Linked DNA regions of Mus musculus: region 1 is linked to region 2. A link is a contact called in public HiChIP or PLAC-seq data. All regions are on one chromosome and are shown on one strand. The core of a region is the stretch at or near the end of the contact, and the rest is flanking DNA. Distances in the headings are between cores, read along the strand shown. Region 1 has its middle 78 kb from the start of Gm25702. Region 2 has its middle 80 kb from the start of Gm22521.

The links. HiChIP or PLAC-seq counts read pairs in DNA pulled down with a chosen protein or histone mark.
Region 1: a contact with region 2 is called in a CTCF HiChIP or PLAC-seq map of the NIH/3T3 cell line, with 5 read pairs. The contact joins two enhancer-like sites.

The regions. Positions count from the first base shown.
Region 1 is chr15:63,556,471-63,562,569 of GRCm38.p6, forward strand. No RefSeq gene overlaps it. Among named protein-coding and RNA genes, the nearest start is that of Gm25702, 78 kb to the left of the region's middle. Within about 2 kb of position 2,106, at least 20 of the 459 cell types and tissues checked have an H3K27ac peak or open chromatin away from gene starts, as enhancers often do. A contact at or near this core is called in the NIH/3T3 cell line, where this site is marked.
Region 2 is chr15:62,870,231-62,876,262 of GRCm38.p6, forward strand. No RefSeq gene overlaps it. Among named protein-coding and RNA genes, the nearest start is that of Gm22521, 80 kb to the left of the region's middle. Within about 2 kb of position 1,376, at least 16 of the 459 cell types and tissues checked have an H3K27ac peak or open chromatin away from gene starts, as enhancers often do. A contact at or near this core is called in the NIH/3T3 cell line, where this site is marked.

The sequences.
Region 1 (6,099 bases), core at 856-3,355, 690 kb after region 2:
GTCTTCTGACTTTTCAAGAGAAGCCAGAAATCCAGATATCCATGGGAACATTCCAGTGTTTTAACATTGAGCACTAATACACACACACACACACACACACACACACACACACACACACACACATCTAAGGGGTAGATTAATCTACAGGCCTCCAACTTGAAATACTAACTCAATTGGGGAGAAGGGATGTTTTTAGTGCAATATCAAAAACTCTGAACAGAGACAGGAAAGCAGAGAGATACATTTTCAGCATTCCAGAGATGAGAGCACTGAGAGGCAATTTCTAGGAGCAAACTCCGAAGGAAAGATGGGATATAGACCACTTTATGAATCCAAGGAAGAGACATTTATACCTCTAATTGAAATGGAATAAGAGCCAGGTTTACACTCCTAGCTGAAACATACATACATACATACATACATACATACATACATACATATTTAAGTAGATGCCATGGTGAAACCATTACTTTGTATGTCAATGTGATGTGTTCATTTTTAAAGTAACAGATTGTAGACATCCTGTCTTATTGTCTGCTTCCTGCTCAGTGGTGAAACAAACACCTCTGCACCAGGTGTCCCTACCATCACAGTGATCTGCCCAAGTCCTTGGGACCAGATGACTACAGACCAACTCCTCTGAAACTAAGAGTCAAAATAAGCCCTTCTTCCCCTTAAATGATTTGTCATTGGGATGCAAGAGTCGTGAATACGTGGGATGAATAGAGTTTCAGCTGTGGATACAGAGACATGAAAGTAGAGAATGACAACACATGTTCCCCACATTCCCTGTTCTTTCCAAAAGGAATCTCCAGCTGGAGGCTGAGAAAACCTAAGTAACCCTGTTCTGGACCTAGGGCATCCTTTTGAAATCAAGCCCGCTTTTTGCTGCTGTCTCTCAGTGCCTTCTCATCCCTGCAGCCATGGCGTTTATTCTTGGCAATGATAAAGCAACTAAAGCATGATGCATCCTGTCTGAAGCTTCCTCTCTGCCTGTCATTTTCTTTACGCATGTCTCAGTTTCCACACCATGGTCATGTTAAACTATATCATCTAAAGTTGATAATAAAATTACCAGGGTTACAGGTAGCACAGTCTGACCTCAAAGTAGTTAGGTAGGTAGTCATGAATGACCTTGGACTTCAGATACTCTAACGGCAGCCTCTACTCCCCAAGTATGAAGTTATAGGTATGTATATACCACTGTCAGAATGCAGTCCAAGAATGGAGTTATGTGAGAATTCTGAATACTCATGAGAAAATGCCAGGAATACAAGACAAGAGTCTTGTGATATAAGCTTCTTCAAAGCACAGAATTGTTCTTGGAATGTGTTTTTATGCTCCTCCCAGGTGTAGGAGATAGGAGTGAGTCTACCTTAGTCATGGTTATTTATATGCCTCTATGGAAAAACATGTTTTTGCCACATGTGGCTTGTCATTGTGATTGAACACCTTACTTCTGTGATTCTTCTTAACCCTCGGAGTATAAATTGCCTGGCACTCTGAATAAAGCTGGCTATTGTGTAAGACTTTAGTCTGACTCATTTTTAGGCCCTGCTTTCCCAGGTTCATGCTGCTAACTAGATGGATAAACATACCACCACATCCAGTGTATGCAGTGCTCGGGATCAAAACATTGGGCCACATGAGGCTGTCACTCCGATAACTCAGCTATATTCCCAGCCCAAATAAATAACACTGAGTAAGAAAAGGGAGGGTTTTTTTTCTCTCTTATGCTGTTTCTTTGTAGCAAACTTCTAGGAATTTTTAAAGTTGTTGATTTAATAATTCACAGTCCATAATGATTACTCCTCAACCATATGAGTTCTGATCTATACAAGGTGATTAGACAATTTGCAAGAATGAGGAAGAGTGGTTTGGACCTTTGGGAAGTGAAATTTAGAATTTATTGTTCTGAATTCACCCCCCCCCCAGGTAAATAATGATTACATGGTAATAAATTGTGTGATTGTGTTTATTCTGTGCCTGAGGTCAGGAAGTGCTATGAAACAGAGGCTTCTGGGTAGGACTATGGCAGTGAGAAGCAGCAGGAACTACCAGTGAGGAACAGTTCTCATGGAAGAATTCAAGATGATGCAGAGGCCTTGGATTCAGTCCACTTTCAGCTGTTACTATGAGTGATGAAGAAAGATACAGCACATTACCCACAGCTTACAAGTAGAAGACCAGAGCATTCCCAACTGTATCCAAGGAGTGTACTCTCAGATCTATCTAACAGAATGAGGTAAATGAAGCTCACATTTATTGAGAATAAATGAACATAGCTAGGTGGCATTCTATTTAGCAGCTTGCACTTAGAGTTGTACCTTCAATGAGGCAGTGTCCTTGCTGGGCTGGGTTCAGGAAACCAGAGTCAGATTGTTTGGGCTTAAATCCAAGCTGTAGGATATCCTCTGCCCTTGACCTTGAGTTCTCCCACACTTAGTCATAGTGACTTCCTAAGGTTATAAGAAATCCATAAAGAGGCACACTGAAAGTACTATGATGGCATTAATTACAATACTGCATTTCAGGATCAGAAGTTATGTCATCCGCAAAAATGTGCTTCTCAGAAAACAAAAGCCAATCTTCATACTTTATAAAACCTTTAAAAAAACATACCTCATGTTAAATACCCCCACAGACTGAAACTGGATGTAAGAACACAATATTTAAGATAAGAAAGCGCAGGGGTTTGTCTAACTTTGCTACTCAGTAGCAAGAGTCCCTGAGCAAGTCTCAGGAGGCCTCTGGGTACAGTTTGCTGCTGCTTTAAATTATGCATACACTTCTCAAAGCTGACAGAGGAAATACTTGTGGAAAATGCACTGCAAACTTATCTACCAACAAAAACCACCATTGTTCATTTTTCTTGATGATTTAAAACTATTATTATATACATAGAGTAGTATAGGACAATATGATAAAGCGTTACCACATGGGGTAAATGTAAAAATTAACATTACTCCTCAGCTGGAGGGAAGGCTTCCTGCCCATCTCCTCCCTTCAGTGCTGGAATTTTATCTGCCTTGAAGTTGAGCAGGAAGTGGTTTGGTTTGCTTTGGTTTGATCATCCAACTACACATCATCCAAAAATAAGCCTTGTTTGCTTATTTGGGTCTTTGTTTCTTGCAGTGACAGAGAGGGTCCAGGCCTTAAACATGCTCAGCAAGTACTCTGTCCCAGAACTACACCCTTAGCCCGTAGAAATGGTTTGTTTGTTTGTTTGTCTGTTTGTTTGTTTGTTTGTTTTTTAGTGAAAAATGTAAGAGAATGCCAGAGGACAACCTAACTTACTGCTGCAAATTTTCAAAATCATTATAACCTCTAACTCCATTCCAAACACTTACTCTTACACCAACAGGTAACTGTAGCTTTCACTGTCATCAAATAAGCTTTTTATTGGAACTGCTAGAGACCATCACAGAAATCCACATCTATTCACACATATCATGACTGGTCTACGTGGACAGAGCAATGATGGGGTCCCAACCCTACAATAAACACCAGCCCCTAAGGCTTAGGGAACATCAGGGAAGAGGCAGGTAGAAACATAATAAGAGCCAAAGGGACAGGACACAAACTGTAAGGGTGTGTCTTTTATACATAACAGGGAGGCTCCAGTCTAGAAAACTCAACAATATGGTCACCTAATCAAGATCAAAACAATGGCAACATCTGGTGACTTTCAGCATAATGGAGTAAATCTCACAAGGCTCCACTCCTAGATGAAAAGCTACAGACAATGGCTGCTGAGAGAAGCTATCATTTTCCACAGTTGAGTCCTCTAACAGGTTATTCAATCCTAAACTATTTCCTCTCATTACACACACACACAGAGTACACATACATATACATATGCACATATATGAGCAACACTAAATAGATTGAGCAGGTTGTATCTATATATACATATCTGTGAATGTGTGTGTGAATGTGTGTATATATGTGTGCATGTATGTGTATATATATGTGTATGTGTGTATATGTATGTATATGTGGGCATGTTATGTATATGTGTATATGTGTGTGTGTATATGCATATATATATATATGTGTGTGTGTGTGTGTGTGTGTGTGTGTGTGTGTGTGTGTGGATGTGTGTGGATGTGTGGATATCTGTGTTTATGTGTGTGTGTGAATGTGTATATGTATGTGTGTATGTGTGTGTGTGTGTGTGTGTGTGTGTCTGTGTGTGTATGTGTCTGTGTCTGTGTAAAAGAAGAGGTCATAAATTTTAAAGGGGGGGACAAAGAGTCAGAATAAAGAAAGAGAGGGATGGAAATAATGTAATACAGTACTCATTTATAAAATTCTCAAAAGTTTAAAGTTTTTTATTTAAAGTGATAAACAGACAACAAAGGAGATATCTGGCTCATGGATATGTAGGTATAAGGATAGAAAGCAATTAAGATATCATAAAATTGAGCTCCAGATAGCCGGCCACCTTCCTGGTGAGAGCACGGGGGTCTGCCAGGCCTGAGAGGTTTGTGGCACAGGCGCCGGCGGGAGCCTTCTTGGCTCCGGGACTCCGCGGAGGGCAGGCTGCACGGGTGACCGTGTGGAATACAGAGTGCCAGCCGTTTCTGGGACGGGCGAGAGTCGCAGAGCTTCTGGGCGGTGCCATCTTCAGCTCCAGACAACCAGCCACCTTCCCGGCAAGAGCCACAGAGCTTCTGAGGCAGCGCCATCCTCAGCTCCAGACGGCCGGCCTCCTTCCGGACAAGAGCCACAGAGCTTCTCAGGCGGCGACATCTTCGACTCCAGACAACTGGCCACCTTCCTGGCCAAAGCAACACAGCTTCTGGGAAAGATCCTGTTTTGGGCCTTCACCTTCAGCCAGGAGGAGGTCCAAACACCAGATAACTGTACACCTTCCCTGAAAGAGGAGAGCTTGCCTACAGAGACTGCTCTGACCACTGAAACTCAGAGAAGAGAGCTTGTCTCCCACGCCTGCTGATAGAGGGTAACAAAATCAACAGAGGAACAATCTCTTAACAAAGACAACTATAACAACTAACTCCAGAGATTGCCAGATGGCGAAAGGTAAACGTAAGAATCCTACTAACAGAAGCCAGGACCACTCACCATCATCAGAACCCAGAATGCCCACTTCACCCAATCCAGGACACCCTAACACACCTGAAAAGGTAGACCTGGATTTAAAAGCATATCTCATGATGATGGTAGAGGACATAAAGAAGGAATTCAATAACTCACTTAAAGAAATACAGGAGAACACTGCTAAAGAGTTACAAGTCCTTAAAGAAAAACAGGAAAACACTGCTAAAGAGTTACAAGTCCTTAAAGAAAAACAGGAAAACACAACCAAACAGGTAGAAGTCCTTATAGAAAAACAGGAAAACACATCCAAACAGGTGATGGAAATGAACAAAACCATACTAGACCTAAAAAGGGAAGTAGACACAATAAAGAAAACCCAAAGTGAGGCGACGCTGGAGATAGAAACCCTAGGAAAGAAATCTGGAACCATAGATGCCAGCATCAGCAACAGAATACAAGAGATGGAAGAGAGAATCTCAGGTGCAGAAGACTCCATAGAGAACATCGGCACAACAATCAAAGAAAATGGAAAATGCAAAAAGATCCTAACTCAAAACATCCAGGAAATCCAGGACACAATGAGAAGACCAAGCCTACGGATAATAGGAGTGGATGAGAATGAAGATTTTCAACTCAAAGGACCAGCAAACATCTTCAACAAAATTATTGAAGAAAACTTCCTAAATCTAAAGAAAGAGATGCCCATGAACATACAAGAAGCCTACAGAACTCCAAATAGACTGGACCAGAAAAGAAATTCCTCCCGACACATAATAATCAGAACACCAAATGCACTAAATAAAGATAGAATACTAAAAGCAGTAAGGGAAAAAGGTCAAGTAACATATAAAGGCAAGCCTATCAGAATTACACCAGATTTTTCACCAGAGACTATGAAAGCCAGAAGAGCCTGGACAGATGTTATACAGACACTAAGAGAACACAAATGCCAGCCCAGGCTACTATACCCAGCCAAACTCTCAATTACCATAGATGGAGAAACCAAAGTATTCCACGACAAAACTAAATTCACCC
Region 2 (6,032 bases), core at 126-2,625:
GCAAACTCTTGCTAGTGTATGTAATGGTGCCATCGTTTGGAGGCTGATTATGGGATGGATCCCTGGATATGGCAGTCTCTAGATGGTCCATCCTTTTGTCTCAGCTCCAAACTTTGTCTCTGTAACTCCTTCCATGGGTGAAAGAATTCAAATGATATGTACACACTGATAAGTGGATATTAGCTCAGAAACTTAGTATACCCAAGATATAAGATACAATTTGCAAAACACATGAAACTGAAGAAGAACAAAGACCAAAGTGTGGACGCTTTGCCCCTTCTTAGAATTTACACTGTTTTAATTACACTCTGCGGTCATTGCTATATCAACAATAGGAAGCTAACAGAGTAGAGGAGTAGAGGCTGAAATGTGTGGGGTGCATACCTCTGTGTGTGTGTGTGTGTGCTCATGCGCGTGTGCGTGCACACATGCATGTGTTCAGGGGTTGAAACAATGGAGGTGATGTGTGATAGTGATGGAAAGAGTGCTGGGACTCACTATGCAAAGCTTCCTAACAAAAGAAGTCTGAATTTTCCCAATGGAATGAGATCTTATGAGAATGATCTTTGTGTAGAAGTTGGCATTCCATTTGCCTCTTTGTTCTTCCGGTTTTCCCCTTAAAGCTCATATTTGACAGCTTTACATCTCATCCTCCTACACAGATGGAGCTCCATGTTAGATTCTGAGTTCCCTTTGCACTCCACAAGCCACTGCCACTCTAAACATGCAAACACTCATTCACATACTGTCATGCACAGACAATTCACTATTGTCTTCCATGTCGTGATGTTTTGAGTTACTGAGTATTTCATCCACTTATAAAATTATAATGATGAACTTTGAGTAAAACAACAAAACAAAAGAACAAGTTTACTGAGAGAGATGAGTAAAAAGCTTTACATAGAATTTTCAAGACAAGAAAGGTTCTCCAGAGGTCTCTCTCCCTATTGTCCAGTCCTCTATCATCCTGTGCCAATCACCTTTTTGTTCCTAACTTGTCTTTCATCACTTTTGTTAAAGGAAGTGGTCAGAACTGTGATAGGCAGGCTGAGTGGGTGTATTTAAAGTTCATCTTTACTTTCCCAACCTTAGTCTTGCTTCATTTGTAAAGCAGACTGCTGGCTATGTGCATGGCTAATACTCAGCATCCATGTACACTGTTAGAGAAGTTTCCAAAATAGCAAGCAGACCACCAAAAAGCTGGGCCTGGGAAAGGAAGGAGAATATGTTATACTAGAAATCCTTGGAAGCATAAGAAAGAGTCTTTATTTTTTTTAATGTCAGCAAGATTTTTCTGGATTAGGGCTGATTGCTCTGCTGTGTATAGCATTGCAAAATGCATTGAGTTTCACAATCTCTGCGTGGTTTTCTGTGAAGTCACTGGTGGCCTCTACTCTCCAAATCACTTCACAGTGAACACTTTGATCCACTATGATATCAGTCTTGAGCTTCTAATTGCTTCCAAGTGAATTCTGGATTGCCAAGAGTCTGGGTGGTGTCTCCCATCTGATTCAGTTCTTTGCACTTAATATTTCTGAGTTCCCAAAGTCCTCTGAACAACTTACTATGCTAATCCTTTCAATATAACAGAAATAGCACATGTATAAGTTAACCTGAAAATGAAAGGTTAGGGTCCTTTTCATTCATTAACAAATTGTAGGGGACACACTAAAAACACAAGGATCTAATATGTTGTTTTCTGCCTTGAAGACAATTTTCTCTGATTTGGATGTCCAGGTTGTTATTAGATAAAATGTGTGAGATTGGAAAAACATTGCAGAAAGGACCTGTAGAAAGAAATACTGCCAACTAAATATCTACAGATATTTAATGTATCGTTAGCTCATCCATTTCCCATGCCCACATCCAACAAATGAACACCCAATTATGTATGACTTGTGTGTCCTCTTTAATGTACAAAAATGTACAACAATGTCATTTTGCCTTCCCTTCCTATATTCAGCATCACCCTTGTAACAGGCATCCTTCTTTGGCCTTCCCTACCACTTTAAAATATTTCTTAATTTCTAGAACTTCCATTAAACTTACAGTGTCAACTTTTCTTTGGTTATATTAATAAAGTTAAATCTATCAAATGCTATTATAACTAGGCAAATGCCACAAATGAGTCCCCTAGTACATAGATATCATCCTGAAGTGTTTTCTTTCTTGCTTGTTTATTGGGATCACATTCTCCCACTTGAATTTCTAAGATTAAAAAAAGGGGTCATATCGTCTAGACTCAGATTCAGGAAATCAATGCTCATTTTTTTCCAAGTGATGGAGCGTAGAGAACTTGGAATGGTAGAGTCTTCAGCCCCTCTCCCAGCGTATCCTGTCATTCTCTCATATATATCTTCACTCTATTACCTTAAGTTAGGTTTAAATTCCAGACAGCTTTGCACCCTGTGCCCCTTAGCATGTGATGTCCTCTTCCTCTATTGAACTGAGTTCCTGCTTGGGAGTATTTCAATTCCCAAGTCTCTAAAATCACCGTTAAGTCAGGCCAAAATGCTCATAAAGTCTGAAGTGTTTCTTTGTGTTGTTTTATAACTGTTCCTGGGAAGACATGGGAAGACATGAGTAAGGATCTATTGACTCCAAATAGGACACACACACACACACAAACACACACACACACACACACACACACACACACACACAAATAGAAGCATGAATGAGGGTTCCCTGCAGAAGCATGGTAACTTCAGCCAGCTGCATCACTGAAAATAACACTCCAGCTTGGGTGCTAACTAACAAAAGTCATACCAACTAATTTCTCTGCACTTAGAGGCATCTGTACCAAAGAATCTCAAAGTCAAAGCTTGGCCGATTATGAATCTCCATAATAAGCAACCCTCACTATAGAGAAGACACTCCCTCCAGAAATGAGTTTGACAGCAGTATCATTCCATGAGTCTAAGTGCAAATTCACAGAAGGCATCTTGAAAATGACACCACATCAATTTAACAAAACATAGCAGTAGCCCCTCAGAAATATGGAAGCTTCTGCCTTGGCTTACAGAAATAAAATAGGTTCCTCCTTAAGGATCAGGCCTTAAGTCCATTCCTAAAGTGGTTGGTTGCACTCACAGTGATCATGCCACCAGTCCACCAGTCTGCACATCTTTCCTGGCACGTTGATACCAGTATAGAAAGTAGATCTCAAAACTAAGCAAGGCTGCTGTTAACAATTCTCTTACTACAGCCTACATTTCTATGTAGTCTATACTCAAAATGTGTGATGTTTTCAGCAATAGAGATTTAGCATATAGCTTTAGAAGGCAATAAACTTTCATTAAATGATAACAAATCACCTTTATGGTTTATGAGAGGTAGCTTACACCAAGCACTGTGATTTCTGCCAAAAATTTAAGGTTCCTGGAAACTACTTTTGCTATCCACATGATACGGCTCATCGAAAGCTTTAAGTGTTTCATCTTTGCAAATGCTTTCTATCGAGGTGGTTCGTATATAATGAAAGATCTTCAAAGGATAGACAACCTCTCTTTAAGTTCTTTCAACATCCTCTCCAAGCATGTCTTAATTGACTTTGGGATTCAAAAACTAAGGAGGTACTTTTAAAATGTTATTAAAGCCCAGGATAATGAAGATACACACACACACACACACACACACACACACACACACACAACCTCATCATTTCTATCAGTTTTTCTATGAAAAACAAAAGCACGGTTGAGAAGTACTGACCTTATTTAGATCTCTGTGATTTTCCTGCTTCCTATCATTCTGGAAGCTTCCATAGACTTTAATATACCTTATTAAGCCTGAAGGACTCAGCAACTTTTTTGAGTTTTTTACACTAGGCTGGAAGACAATCGGGGACTGGGCCATGCTCTCATTTGATGTGATTGCTATCTGAGCTATTTCCCAGTTCTGAAAGGTTTCTGGCTAGAATTGAGCAGACAGCCTCTTTGTTGGGCACACCTCATCATGGAAAGTGTCCAAGGCCAACCTCTAATAACTTTTTTGAATGGAAAAAACATATACAACATACTGTGAGGGAGCATTAATCACCCAGCCCTAATTTTATTTGTAGCATCATTAAGTTATTCTTTTAGTGACCTGTTATTCCTGCCTTAAACCCTTCTAGAGACTCATTTAGACAGCATTTGGATTTTCGCCATTTCCACCCCCCACCAACATCATGATACAAAGCTTGCTGAATTTGCTTTTGGGTGATATGGCTAGAACCCATTGTCTCCTGACTTTTTCTTGCCTTTTTTTCTGGTTGTTTTAGTACTTTATGAACTCAATTTGGATACCATTGTAGATCATTTTGATTATCCAAACCCTTTCCTATCTCATACTAACCACACAGCCTTATGAGTCTCACCATTGCTACCAATGTCCTAAACCAGTCTTGAGTTTCTGAATGAGGTAACATATTTCTTAAATTTCTTGTGAAAATGGTCCTATCAGGATCAGTGAACATCAAACACCCCTTCTCCTATTCCCAGGTTCCTTTAGAATGTCTGTCATCTTTCTCTCATCTTCAAGCCCTTAATGTTCATAGGGACCTCAGCTAAAAGCAAACATTGTATCTCTAGTTTCCCAAAAGAGCCAGTGCATTAGGAAATAGTTTATTTTGTACTGCCTGAGCTTCTTTGTCTTAAGGCAGAATAAGTATAGTTATATTATTCATTATTCTGTTTTATGGCACTCAAGATGATCCTATGTCCATTCCCATGTTCTGGACCTTCTCAAGTGAGGATGTGAGGATGTGAGGGGCTATTTTCTTTCTTCTTTGGTAGTTTTTCTCTATTCAATCCATTTGCATGTAGAGTACCTCTGGATTATCACATTTTCCTATACTGGATCAACACTAATGTCTTTATGTGCATGCTCTCCCTCCCTCTGAATTAAAGGTGGAAGCCAAGGACCTGAAGGGTACATTCTATTGTTATACCCCATTCTCTTCCTCCTGCCAGACTTTTTTTTTCTGTAGACTCCAAGAATTTATATTTCACAAAGGGGTTTTAATACAGATGTAATGTATTCTATCATCTCCTTATATTCTACTGGCTTTTGAAAAATGGGAAACTGTTATGTCCATCTCATCCTTTTTCCATGTGTCTTGCCATATTAGAAGTCAGTCCAGGGAAGCCATCTCTTTTCCCACTGTTATTTCTCTCTCTCTCTTTTTTAAATTTTATTTTATTATATATTTTCTTTAATTACATTTCAAATGCTATCCCTAAACTTCCCTATACCCTCCCCCTGCCCTGTTCCCCTACCTACCCACTCCCACTTCTTGGCCCTGGCGTTCCCCTGTACTGGGGCATATAAAGTTATTTAGGCAAGTTCTTACTGGGTAGACAGCCCATCACCAGTTTATGTCTTATTTCAGCAAAGCCTTCAAAACGATACCACAGATGCTTCACATTTCTGCTATACATGTTTCCTTCAGAAGTTGAAATATACTTTTGAGGCCATTTGTCATTAGATGGGTGTAAACTCATGACTAGATGCCCTACTTGGTAACATAGCTAATGTTTCATGTATCTAGAAAGAGAAGAGAGAGTGGCAAGTAATTTTCAGAGATAGGATTATAAGACTCTATCCTGAGGAATGCTTAGACAACAGATAGTAGAATGTCCTAAGTCCCAACACATTTTCCATTCAGTCTGTCAGAAACTTAAAGCTAGCTTGGAGGTTAAAATATATTAGCAATAACCTAGAACAGAAGAATTCTTCCTTCCATCATCTAAAACAGTCCTTTGTATTCTTTTTGCTCTCCTCTTGTAGTATGTAAGGTTTAGCCTTGTTCCACTGTCATTTAGAGGTAATCTGTTGGAATGGCTTATTTCACTTTCTAAGTATGATTTGGATTCCCACTGAAAGGAATGTAAACGTGATTTAAATATCTTCAAATTACTTTCTTTGTCAGATTTTTAAAGCACTTCTTAAAATCCAAGTCTTCCATTTTTTTACTCATTGACCTATGCTTTATTCATTTGTTTGGTTGTATATTTATTTAACCTAGTCAATAAGCATTAATTAAACTA